Regions from separate parts of the Anser cygnoides genome. Here region 2 is linked to region 1. Evidence: chromatin contacts called from public Hi-C data. All regions are on one chromosome and are shown on one strand. The core of a region is the stretch at or near the end of the contact, and the rest is flanking DNA. Distances in the headings are between cores, read along the strand shown.

Region 1 (3,077 bases), core at 26-2,525:
ATCACAAAGACCTCAACAGCAGTAAGAAGCTGGTTTGCCCGCAGTATGCAGCTCTGTCCCTGTGCTTGCTCATTAGAGATGGGCTTGCATAAAATGCTAAGGTTCAAGCCTCCAAGAGCACCAACAGAGTTCGGATCCAGATGAGACAGTGCTTGGATGCTTTGGTGATTGACACCTTAGAAATTACACAGATAGACGGAGCACAGTGGAAATTGATGGGACTTTGCAGCTTTGGCTCTTCTCTGCTAGTTATAATTATTTAAGATGATGTTTCACATCGCATTCAGACTCCTGTGCAGATAGCAGCGGCAGAGAACAAGAGATCTCAGCCACCTAGGAGAGGATTATGTGGATATGACAATGTTCAAACCCACTGGGCTCTGCCACGCTGCATTATTTAAGCCCAGTAACCAAATTTAGTAACCAGCCCCTGAGGCGCTGAGAGAAAAACACAGAGCTCCCTTCCCTCACAGCCCTCTCAGCTTCCTCCCTTAAAGGAGCCATCCTTTAAGGCTTTTCCCTTCCTCTCGCGGCCCCACCAGCCAGGCCTGATTTCCCAGTGCCGGGAACAGCCGAGTCCTTTGCACGGGTGTAACGCCTGGCCCGGGTACCCGCTGTCACGCGCACTGCGAAGCCACAGGAGTCCAGTGTGGAGTTACCCCGACGGGAAACAAGATCAACCCAAGCTCCAGGCCTTCGGGATGCAGGGCACAAAAGCTGCAGCTGTACAGGGGAGCATGAGCTCAGGTGCAGGCAGGACACCCCTACGGACAGCCTGCCTGGACCACGGGCTGCTTCCCAGCCGTATAGCTCTGCCCCGACCACCCGTGTGTGCTGAGGGCGTTAGTGCCGCCCTCTCTGCCCAGACCACGTGAAGCTTTCCAGGCTCTCGCCTTCCTGGGAGCTTTGCAGCTCCAGCTAAACCCGTGCCAGCATGCGCCTGCTGGTAAAGTATGTGGGGAGAAGCACTTCTGGACACACCGACAGGCTCAGGCTTGTGCTCGGCTGAGCTCGCTCCTTGCCTCCCTCGCCCACCAACGCTGCAGCGGGCGCGAAGAGGTGGGCCCGCCTCTAACTCCCCCAGGTCTGGCCTGCCCGCAGCGGCAGGGCTTCGTCACTGCTCCACAATGTCACAGCGCCAAATGACGGTGATCATTAACCAATTTTTGAAAGCACTGAGGCAAAGGGAGCCTGGGAAGCTTGGGCAGATCCTCTTCAAAGGCCTCTCACCTGGCCTGTGCTCGGTGACCAGGCGCCAAGCCACAGCAGGCCCTTGCCTCCCCGGTAGGACAGGAGCGCCCACGTCCCCGTACGTGACCAAGCTCTCCAAAGCGATCTGTGGGAAGGAGAGGTGGAACGAGGTGAATATTTAACCAGCACTGTGTCAAGTGCAAACACATGTCCGCCGTGTTGTTTTATCATCACGGGGCATTGGTCTCGTACAGGCATTTGAGGCAACATTACTCCCCGTGGATTCTGGCAGAGCTGGCTCGGGACACCCAGCGTTTACCTCAGCATGCGAAGAGGTCATTTCAGTAAAAGCCAAGCTCGGCCTCAGGGAGCCACGAAATAGTGCTGAGACCTGCTGGTACTGTAGGTGACTCCCGACACCGTGGTTATTAACTGCAAGGCGTGCCCTCTCCCAGGCGGCGATCGGACGCCACCGCCTCTTAAAACTGTCTGCCGTCGTCTCTTAGATCCCTCCCTGGCCTTCAGCCCAATGCCCTGGAGGCAGCGAGATGGAGACTGCTGTTTACAAACACAGCCTTTTAAAACCTTGTGTGGAATGAGAAAAAGGAGCAAACCCTGCTGAAGTGCCCTGGGAGGAGCAGATCTAATCAGAGCTTGCTGGAACATCTTCCCAAGCCTCTCCTGGCATGGATGAGCCACGGCTGAGCTGCTGGGATGAGGAGCAGTGGCCGGCCAGCAGCTACAATCGTGAAGGCCAGACCTGCAAGAAAAGAGAGACTTTGGGGCTGCATGGATGTACCAGCCAGCCCACAGGCCTCGTGGACTTCTTGTTCCACTCCCAGATGCTTAGCTGTGGGTATTCAGGATTGGTCAGGCTTTTTAACTTTGTTGTTGCTGTCGTTCTTGTTTTTTTGTTTTTGTTTTTGTTTTTGTTTTTCGCAATGCTTAGTCCCGCCATGCCAACCAAACTGCAAGATGTCTGTCTTTTTATTTATCGCATACCTAGAGTGCCACGACGAATACGGCCCATTGCACCAGTTTGCCTGCGCTGCCCCTACCCCACAGTGATTTTATCTGGAAACCACAGTCTCCTTCCCAGTATTCCTGGTGTGCCAGTGGCCACCAGAGCCGACACCAGCGCTGGCCTCCGATAGATGGTGCCGGCAAGTGGGCGAAGCTCAGCGTGAGCCAACCTCGTCCCGTCAGCTCTCCCCTCCTCTGCACAGGCCTCCACCAAGGGGCTGAGGGGCTGTGCCAGCGAGGACAGCGGCTGTGCCAGAGGCACGGGTCCTTGGGGAGCCGTCCTCATCCCACACAGCTCCCCCGGGGCGCTGTCAGCTGCTGGGCGTGACGCCCCAGCACGGGGCGATGTTCTGTGAAGGCCATTTACTAGAATCCTTTCTGAGGTCTTGTCTCCCGGGGGGAAATTCCCCAGCACCGCTGTTGTGGGATAAGCTATTCTGCAATAACTTTTAAAATAGCTGCCCATGGGGACGCGGTAGGCTGGAAAAAAAACAGTCATTTTATTCTGGTGTGATCACTCCATTTCGTGAGCCAGGCTCTTTGCCCTCCCTCCCTCCCTCCCTTGCACTGGAAATCGGCATGCTCGACTCCGCTGCCAGCGCTTTGCAGGCAAGGGTTTGAGGGCCGTGGTGGCCTGGCTGTGCGGGCTGCTGTCCTCTCCTCGCTGCTTCCAAACGAGCGATACGCTGTGCAAACGTGCAGAGCTCGCGTGCCCCCCGCTCCTGGGACGGGATGCGAATCCTCAGCCCTCCCGAGGGACCCGCGTGGAAGCCAAGCTGTGAAAACACAAATAACGGCCCTGGTGAGAGCACGGCAAAGCCTTCCAGCGGCTGTGACTAACACCAAACCGCTTGGTACAGGGC
Region 2 (2,973 bases), core at 85-2,584, 83 kb before region 1:
CGAAGCAGGCGAGTAGCCCCACTGAATTATCTATCACCAGAGGCTCAGCTGTCTGCACCCTTCTTTGCACCAGACTTTGGGAGCTCGAGCATGACCAGGGTTTGCACTGCACACTCTAACGCCTGTCGCTCAGAGAGGCCCAGAGCTCACCCAGCTCCTGGCTTGTGCGGGTGACCTCAGAAGGCATCTGATAACAGCACGGGCCAGCATCCGTCAGCTCACACGCTGGTGCCCCTCCTGAAGCCAATGCTTCCTACCAGCCTCCTCGCTCTGGACCTCTGTGAGCAGTCTGCTGTGGGTCTCTTTTCATTTGGGTGAGTAAATCTGAACAATGCTTTCAATCACTGCCCGCCTCGGCTCACAGGGGTCCCTTGAGTGCACCATGAAAGGAGAGGCACATCTGGGCTGGATTACAGGGTGGTGCAGTGGCTTTTATAGCTACAGATTCCTGCATATGTTTCTGAGCAGGACGTATATATTCGTACGTCAAAATGCAGAGAGCCCCCAGGGTTGAGGGCCTTCGTTTCCACAAGTCCTTCCTGGTTGCCCTCTCTTTGGAGGACTTTACAGACACCTTCCAGAGCCTGTGCTCTGTGCTGCTGATAATCAGCTGTCCTACTGGGCACGAAGACTTGCTTTATTTTCAGAATAGAGGCCAAACTGAGGGAGTCATTTAAGCCTGTGAGAAGTGGGTGTAACACCATGATTTACTGGCTTATTACAGCCACATAGGCACTGATTTTGCATGGGTAAGGACAACTGCAAAAAAAACAAGGGAGGAGACAAGGAGACAGAGAGTAAATCCACAGAGATCAATAACGTTACATCAGATTCACGCTGGTTAGTAAACCAAAGGTTGCTGTCTGCTCTTCACAAAGTTGGTTTATCGCAGCTCTAAAGTTTACACCACAGTCATTAAAACCAGGATCTGGCTCCTGAGGCTTTAGAAATAAACTCTTTCTCCCAAAAATCTCTTCTTTAGTGATCCGTGGGCTGAGAAAAAGAGACAATGATCTGTGGATGGAAAAGCAACAAAAAATAATTAAAATTAAAAGGCGGCAAGGCTCCAAAGAATTTACAGATGTCTCTCCTCTCCTTCCCCCCACTTCTCCGTGGTCAGCTGTAAATATTTATCTGGCAGGCTGCAGTGAAAGGCATGGCCCAAAACACTTAATCACAGTTTCAGTGTGGCTGCCCTCCAGAGCACCCCGAACTCGGGGGACGGTGCTTTGTTCTCCAGCTTTGTTTGAGGAAGGCACCTCTATTCTTGCTCGGGCAAACACAGGCTTTGAAAAGCAGCTCATAACACCTTAAATATCAACTGCTGGATTCTTTTATTGTTTTCCTCTTTTTAGGATTTTTTTTTTTCTGAAGGGCCTGATTTTCTGTTTTAAACCCGAGGGAAGGGGGTCAGCTAACCCTGCCACCCAGCTGACAGCACCTGGTGCTGTCTGCCCAACAGAAGTGGCAAAGGAGAAGTGTGAAGTTGGACTGCATCAGTCAGGAGCTTTGGGAAATCTTCCCCAGAAGCAGAAGGATCATTATATTTCTACAATTCTCCCCAAAGTGTTTCACAGGTGTCAATCAGACACAACTCCCTCTACTCCAGTGAGGGTGGCTGCTCTGGGTGCAACCTGGTAGCCCCTACATGTTGGCTGGCGCAGGAGAGGAGTGCTCATGGTTTTGGTCACAGGTGTGGTATCGTGAGGTCTCATTACCTCATTTTTAAGTCATCTGTGCTCACACGACCGATAGCCCAGGGGTTAGCCTTGCTTGGGCAATTTCCTGTGCAGACCTGGCCTGCCCAGGACATTGGGTACAAATCCTGCAGGACCAGGGGTCTGCCAGGTTCTCGCCCCACCTGCGAGTCTGGCCTCCTGACACCGACCTCCATGAGAGGCAATTGGGAAGATTTCCCAGTCCTTGATTGCACCTTCCCCCACCCCGCACAGAGCAAACCAGCCCTTAGGGCTCTAAACCCCATATATTCACTCTCCTCTACACTGCTACTTAAGTTTGCTCCTGCCTGGGCAGTGGACCACGGCCAAAATTCCCTTTCTGATAGCTCCCTGGGGGTCCCCGCGTCCCCAGGCCCCACAGGCCCCGGCGCAGCGCGCTGCCAGCGGCCGGAGCCGAGGACTGCTGCGCTGAGGGCCGCCTTCAGAAAAACAAAGGCAAAACGCTTCCAGCAAGCACGCTTCGTGTGGCTCCGCTTGCCGAGAGCAGCTGCCTTCTCCTTGGGTTGAGGTTAAGGGAACGCGTTTTGTGTTTAAAGGGGAAAACAAACCAGGAGCTTCCTCTGGGCCTCTCCGCAGACACCAGCTGGGTGTGGTGGGCAGAGGTGCCGATGCGGGGTGCCAGCGTGACACACGGGCTGCTCCTGTTTTGTCCTGTCCAAGCTGTCCCTCCTTTTTATTTCTCTTCAATTCTTCCTGCCCCTTCTTCTGCATTCAAATCCAGAGCAGTATCTAGAGGCCATAAATTCCCAGCAAAATGCCGCTGTTGAATTCCCTCAAAGGAGCCTTTGTGCTGAGCCTCTCCCGGGGGCGCACTCTCCACTCTTCCATGGAAGAGCTGGGAGAGGAGAAGGGGAGGACAGGACCACAGCACGCAAAGCTGCAGCCTCCGTGAAGCACAGGCAGCCCCGTGGGGCCTCCCTCGGGGTCTCCCCCCACTCCTGCTCAGCCCCACAGCAGCTCAGAGGTGGCCGGCGGCCATTTGGTGTCCTGGCTTCCAGCCGCCCCAACCAAAGCGTGGCCCAGTCTTCCTTCTGAGAGGAGCTGAGACGTCCAACCAAAAGCCCTATTGCCACTTCACTGCAATGATTATTGCCTCTGTCCCCAGCTGAAACACAAGTGTATTTTGTTTTTCAAAGCTCTTTGCAATTTTCTGCAGGGAGCGACGCACTTTTGCAAAGCAGATCCACGTGTGGCTTCACGTTTCCTCGCTGGCCTTCACTGCGTTGTCATTGCC

Evidence for each region. Hi-C and Micro-C count contacts between places; a contact is called where the count stands out from the background.
Region 2: a Hi-C map of liver shows a contact between it and region 1, with 5 times the contacts expected there. The contact joins two enhancer-like sites. A contact is called at or near these places in 3 of 7 Hi-C or Micro-C datasets (fetal liver and liver).

Annotation. Positions count from the first base shown.
Region 1 is chr3:31,030,714-31,033,790 of Taihu_goose_T2T_genome, reverse strand. It overlaps LOC136790363 (a long non-coding RNA gene), which reads right to left. Exons shown (of 2, transcript XR_010830187.1): 2 at 2,623-3,077. Among named protein-coding and RNA genes, the nearest start is that of TRNASTOP-UCA, 9.6 kb to the right of the region's middle. Within about 2 kb of position 1,275, at least 3 of the 3 cell types and tissues checked have open chromatin away from gene starts, as enhancers often do. A contact at or near this core is called in liver, where this site is marked.
Region 2 is chr3:31,114,117-31,117,089 of Taihu_goose_T2T_genome, reverse strand. No RefSeq gene overlaps it. Among named protein-coding and RNA genes, the nearest start is that of SLC4A1AP, 39 kb to the left of the region's middle. Within about 2 kb of position 1,334, at least 1 of the 3 cell types and tissues checked has open chromatin away from gene starts, as enhancers often do. A contact at or near this core is called in liver, where this site is marked.